Linked DNA regions of Sus scrofa: region 1 is linked to region 2. Evidence: chromatin contacts called from public HiChIP or PLAC-seq data. All regions are on one chromosome and are shown on one strand. The core of a region is the stretch at or near the end of the contact, and the rest is flanking DNA. Distances in the headings are between cores, read along the strand shown.

Region 1 (2,918 bases), core at 406-2,905, 170 kb before region 2:
AATCCACACGTGACTCGGTTTAACAGGCATTCAAAGACATGCCGTCAGTGAGTTCAGGCCAGCACCGCTTGTCTAAAGATACTTCCTGCTTACCAAGAATTCACCCGCGTGTCACAACTAGTCAAATTACGAAATGGATTCACTTTACTTGTTGGGAGGTACCGAGAAAGGATTTCTACATAACCCTTATCAAACTTAACTGTTATTTCCACAGGTTAACTAGTATATTTTCTGGTATCATAGTTTATAGATACATGGAAAACCATACTTCAACGCAGGTACTGCGGGAGGTTTGAGGCCAGTTTATTTCTCCCTAAGGTTTTAACTCAAATTTGTAGATGGGCTTTTTTCCGGGAAGGCTACTGCCTAGGATTCAATGACCAGCCAGTCTGTCTGTCTGTCTGACACATCTTTTCCCACTGTACTTCAATGAAGCAGTCCTAAGCAGACACACAGAAATGTGCTGGCCGGCAGGCACATCAGCTCCAGCTTTTAAAACCACCAGTTACTCTAGCTGTCACTAAGGGGGACAGACAACCTCTTCTTACAGAGTCCTCACGTGCATTCTAGGGCAACAGTGCCCATGATGCCAACGCTGCCTTTCTAAGCGTGTCTCCATCCTGGGAGTCTGGGGCAGTAACATCGGAGGAATCACAATCTTTATGCACACGCCAGACACGGATCCCTACACGTGAAGCTGCTCAAGAGCCAAACCGCAGCGTCAAAACTTCCGGCAACTCAAAATCCCAACTACAAACGCTATCGAATCATTACTCAGTTAATGACAGCTTGCTTCTATAAAAGCTACTGGCTTGAGAAAATTAATGTACTACTTGTCGCCCAAAGCGCCTCTAATGCCACCCAGGACGGTTACGGCATCTCCCTTGGCTGCGGCTACTGCTAGCGGCCGCCTACCGGGCGCGTGCTAAATGCAGGGAAAACCTATCTGCCTTCGCGGGTCCTCCGTTCATGGTCACGGCGACCTCGGGGGCGGGTCTGGACTCCGGCCGGACCACTGTGAGCTTCCAGCTAGGACTGCTCGGAAGCCAATCGCCAGCCCGTCTCCTGTCCCGCTGATTCCGAGGCAGGCCCCTTCCCACGCTTACCAGGGTGAGGGCCACCTCCAGCATTGGGGCGAGGGCCAGGGTGCCGTGGAAAAGGGGGATACAGTCCACGAAGAGGGTGTGGTGGGCGCCAGGGCCGCCCAGGGGGAGGTGTTCCTTGCGTGGCTTCTGCTTCTCGGCCACCAGCAGTCCGTTGACGGCGCAGTGCGGGTACTTGGCGCCGTGGAGCACCATCTTGCAGTAAGCCTGGGTGGTCAGCTTCACCCCGGGCATGCTGAGCCCGGGAGGGCCCCGAAGGCCCGGCGCCGGCCGAGGCCTGGATCCGCCTCCCAGCCGCGCGGCGCCTCAGGGGAGAAGCAGGACGAGGCAGCGGCTGCCCGGCGCGGGCTCGCGGCTCTGGAGACCTCCGCAGGCCCGGCCCCACTCGGTTCCGGTTCCTCGGACGCTGGCTCCCGCCGGGTAGAAACCAACTCGCCCGCCTCAGCCTCCAGTCGCTCTTCTCGCCCGCGCCGCCGGAAAGCGGTCCCCCACTGTCCGCCGGAAAGCACCCCGGCCCGGCGTTTTACGACGTTCGCGGCCCTCTCCACTTCCGGTCCTGTGACCTTCGGCGCGGCCGGGCGCGGGGTGGAGTCCCCTCTCGATCCCGTGGTGCTCCGCGGCAGGGTCGCGCTCTCTTCCGGTCGCGGGCAGCCGGGGCGTAGAGGGCGGTCGCGACAGGCGCCGAGGCAGTGCTGAGCGACCGAGGCAGGTGAGGCGGGCGGCGGCCGGTTCACGCTACGAGGCGCTGGCGGGTCGGGCGCCGGGAACCCTCGGGTTTGCGTGCTCGCCGCCCGGCGCCAGCAGGAATCGGCGGCTGGGCCTCGGATCCCGGTGACATTGAGGTCGGCCTGCGGGGGCTCTGGTCTCGGGGGCTGCCGTGTCGCAGCCTATGTGCCGGCCAGAAGCACCCGGCCCATCGCCGCTTTACTTGTCGCGGCCGCGGGCTGGCTTCCGGCTCTGACCTTGAGCGTCCGCTGGCCGCGGGCGCCGGCCCGAGGGCAGGTCGCCTTGCGGCCTCCCGGCCACCCGATTAGACGGAGCTTTGCCACCGCTCCGGGCAGAACGGTGCTCCGGAGAAGGGGCTCGGCTTCCCGGCCTGGAAGGCGCTCAGCATCCGCCCACGCGCGGGCCAGGCCCTGGGAGAAACTGTGGGAGACGGGAGCCAGTTCGATCCTGACGTCATGCTTCTCTTTATTCTGCCTGTGATGGGTATTTTTGGAAGTCATTCGAGGTCCTTTTCATTGTTAACAGTCCCTTGAAAGGTGCAGTTCTAAGGGACCGGTAGGTAGGGGAAATGGGCTAGATTCAGGAAAGGTGCAGGTGAGAGGTGAGTCATCCAGGGCATTTATGGTCCTGCAGGGATTGGAAATGCACGGGGACCCTGCTTGCAGCCTTTCTTCCAGGTTTCGCTTTTCTGTTGATTGCACCTATGGGGTTTTTAACCAAACGGTGAACGCAGTGCCTGTCACAGTCCCTTTGACCTATTTATCTTTTCTCTCTAAACAATGGGGCCCACAAAGGGGAGCGGATTCTGTCTTTTTCAGAGTCTCCTTTAAATTTTTTTTTTCTCTTTGCTTTTTAAGAAAGCCACTGTTCTACGAATTGCTTAAAGTGTGTACATGTTACAGTGCTTGGTTTATAACGCAGCTCCACTAAGGCGTGTTGACTGCCGAGAAAAGAAAAAAAACAAACCTCATCCTAGGTGTGAATTGAGAGATCAGTTATGTTGGGAAGAAAAAAAGGAACTCCAGTGACTCCCAAAATGCACTGGGGCAAAAAGGAGACTCTTGCCTGGTAGGTGTTTACTCTCATTCA
Region 2 (2,700 bases), core at 163-2,662:
GAAAGGCTGAAATGACAGGAGAGCTGGCCCCAGCCTGGTGCCAGTGCCTCTGCTTCTGCGGTCTTGGAGACGGCCATCTCTTTGGCCTTGAGGTCCCCAACCCCAACAGGAAAGGGACAGGAATGTGGTGGGAGTGACATTTGCAACAAACATTTTGGAAAACGTTTGGCAATGGCAGCTAGATACAGCATCTCTGATCCTGAGAAGATACGCAGGAGAAACGCGAAGCTAAGTTCACCCAGAGACAGGGACCAGCACGCTCCCAGCGACATCGCTCACTTCAAAGCTGGGAACCACCCCGACGCCCGGCAGGAGTGCATGGAGGAGCAGGCTCGAGGCTGTGCAGACAGCGGGCTGGGCAGTGGGAGCGAGCACGTCTGCCACAGGCCACGGCACGTGTGGCTTCCACCAGCATCATGTTTAAAACGTGGTCCAGGTTCCAAAGAGTGCACGACGCGTGATTCCACTTACATCCACTGCAGCGGCAGGGGAGCGCGTCTGCTGCTGGACGTCAGGAGAGCAGTTACCTTTCTGGGCATGGGAGGCAGGGAGGAACCAGAAGCAGGTGGAAAGGGTGCTTTGGCTGCTTTCTCTTCTGTGTGTGACACTTGGGCGAAACGCTGGCACTGAATTGAGGAAGGGTCGGGTGACACAGCTCTTGGGCTGTCTTGGCCCTGCTGCCCTGGCTCTCTCATCCCAGCCTTGCTTCCTGCTTTCAGCTGCGCTCGCCCCTGGGGGAAGGTCCTGGCGGGAGGGAGGGGATTCCTTGCTTGGGGTTTGGCAGAGCTTTCTGAGGTCCCGCCGGAGGCGGCGGTGGATGGAGGGATGAGTAAGGGCTGAATTTCCCTGCAGGGGAGACACGGATCTGACTTTGGGCTCCCCAGTGGTTCCTTGGCAACCAGCTGTTGTCAGAAAAACAGAACAATGTGAGAACACGGCAGGGTCAGGCAAGGAAAGACCCTCTGGGGAACTCACGCACACAGAAGAATAAGAGGAAGCGGTCGGAGCCGGCGCTGGGCAAGTGGCTCCAGAAGCCAACCCGCCTCCCTGCTTGCCCCTGGAATTTCCCCTTCATCAAATGTTTGCAAATCAAATATCCTTTTCTCATTGACAGATATTCGATATTAGGATCCTAGGGCTGTGTTTTCCAAAAAGCAACCGTGGAGGCTGTGAAATATAACCGGTCTGCCCAGCTTTCCCCAAGTTGGAGGTCAAATATGACCTCATTGCATTGTTAAGAAAGTAACCACTCGCGTTCAATGTGTCCCCGTTTGCTCCAAGTCTAGCATCACCTCTTCAAGACCCCCTCCCTCTTGTCCACGAGCTGCGGAACCTTCTCGGCACAAGGTGGAGGTCAGGCTGCCTGCACACCGCGGGTGGAGGGAGGCTGGGAGCACGTCCGACACCCCGCCCGTTACAGCTGCTGCTCTGGTGGTGACCACATGGTGTCGCTGTTGAACACTGGGTTGGCACAGCCTCAGGGACCCTCGCCTTCTGAAGTGGGACCTGGGGAGGCCCCAGGCTAGAGCTTTTGCAATCCACGTTCCAGGGCTCAGTTTTTGTTCTTCCAGATGCAACATGGTAGCAGAGTGACTCTGTCCAGAGATGTTTCTAGCCTTGCCAGAGAGAGGGTGCAACTGCCCCAGTGTCATACAGCCAAAAGGACCAGACTCCTGAAATGCATACACACACACACACACACACACACACACACACACCACACACACACACACACACACACACACACACACACACACACACCCCACATGCATTGCGGGTAATTTGGAATTGTGAGGCGGAAACTTATTCTAAGGTACTTGAGGGATGATGTTGCTCCAGCTAAAGATTCCTGCAGAAATCCCTGGTGAGAAAACGTGGATGGAGTCTCCCTGGGTTAGTAGGAAGTTAGTTAGATATTTTTGTGTTCAAATCCTGGTTCTGCCAAATTCTTGTGTGGACTCTGGGCAAATGACTTCACTCTCAGAGCCTCACAGACGGGTACAGGGTTGCTACCACTGGGTAGGGCTGGAGCGGGAAGCCGAGGGAGCAACACACAAAGAACAACCCAGAAATGCTTCTCCTCCAGGCCCCGAGGACTTGTTCTGGGCTGACCTTGACATCCTCTGCCCAGCCTGGAAGCAGCCATTTCTCCCAGGAGCTCGGGTTCTGGCGCTCGTGTTGTTAAGCCCCAAATGACGGTAACAGGTACCGGCCTGGATGCTCCCTGTTCGTCTGCTCATCTTTACAAGCACGTGTAGTGATCATTTAGCCACGTGCCGGTGCTGTTCATATGTCATCCTATTTGACCCTCCCAAACAACCCACGTGGGACAAATCGTGAACCACCAAAGGGTCCCAGAAGTAGGCACCTTGGCGGGGGGGTGGGGGGCGCACAGTAAGTGGGGAACAGAGGTAGGATTTGAACCCGGGCCCCTCTGCCTCCAGAATCTCACTAACCCCCTGTTCTGCTAATTTCTGGCTTTCCAGTCCTAAGGGTGATGACAGTTGGTCTTCCCTCTATGCCCAAGCTTGTCCTCCTCATCCCGTTCCGCCCAGGGGGCTGTATGTTTCAAGTTTCATTCACTCATCGCTAAGCCACGAAGCAATGAAGCTGAAAGCATAGTTTGCACATGGAGCCATGTAGACCCAGAGCCGGCAGCCGGCATGCAGGGTGGCAGGGCTGGCGGGGCTGGCGGGGCTG

What was found. HiChIP or PLAC-seq counts read pairs in DNA pulled down with a chosen protein or histone mark.
Region 1: an H3K27ac HiChIP or PLAC-seq map of alveolar macrophages shows a contact between it and region 2. The contact joins the promoter of LOC100624067 here to the enhancer-like site in region 2. A contact is called at or near these places in 3 of 5 promoter capture datasets (fetal liver and liver), 20 of 47 Hi-C or Micro-C datasets (adipose tissue, blood, brain and 9 more) and 2 of 2 datasets of contacts at active chromatin or transcription factors (alveolar macrophages and skeletal muscle).

Annotation. Positions count from the first base shown.
Region 1 is chr6:3,136,356-3,139,273 of Sscrofa11.1, reverse strand. It overlaps LOC100624067 (cytochrome c oxidase subunit 4 isoform 1, mitochondrial), which reads left to right and starts at 1,655. Exons shown (of 5, transcript XM_021093705.1): 1 at 1,655-1,812. It overlaps EMC8 (ER membrane protein complex subunit 8), which reads right to left and starts at 1,644. Exons shown (of 5, transcript XM_003481777.4): 1 at 1,107-1,644. The coding sequence starts at 1,337.
Region 2 is chr6:2,965,738-2,968,437 of Sscrofa11.1, reverse strand. No RefSeq gene overlaps it. Among named protein-coding and RNA genes, the nearest start is that of IRF8, 94 kb to the left of the region's middle. Within about 2 kb of position 1,412, at least 4 of the 83 cell types and tissues checked have an H3K27ac peak or open chromatin away from gene starts, as enhancers often do. A contact at or near this core is called in alveolar macrophages, where this site is marked.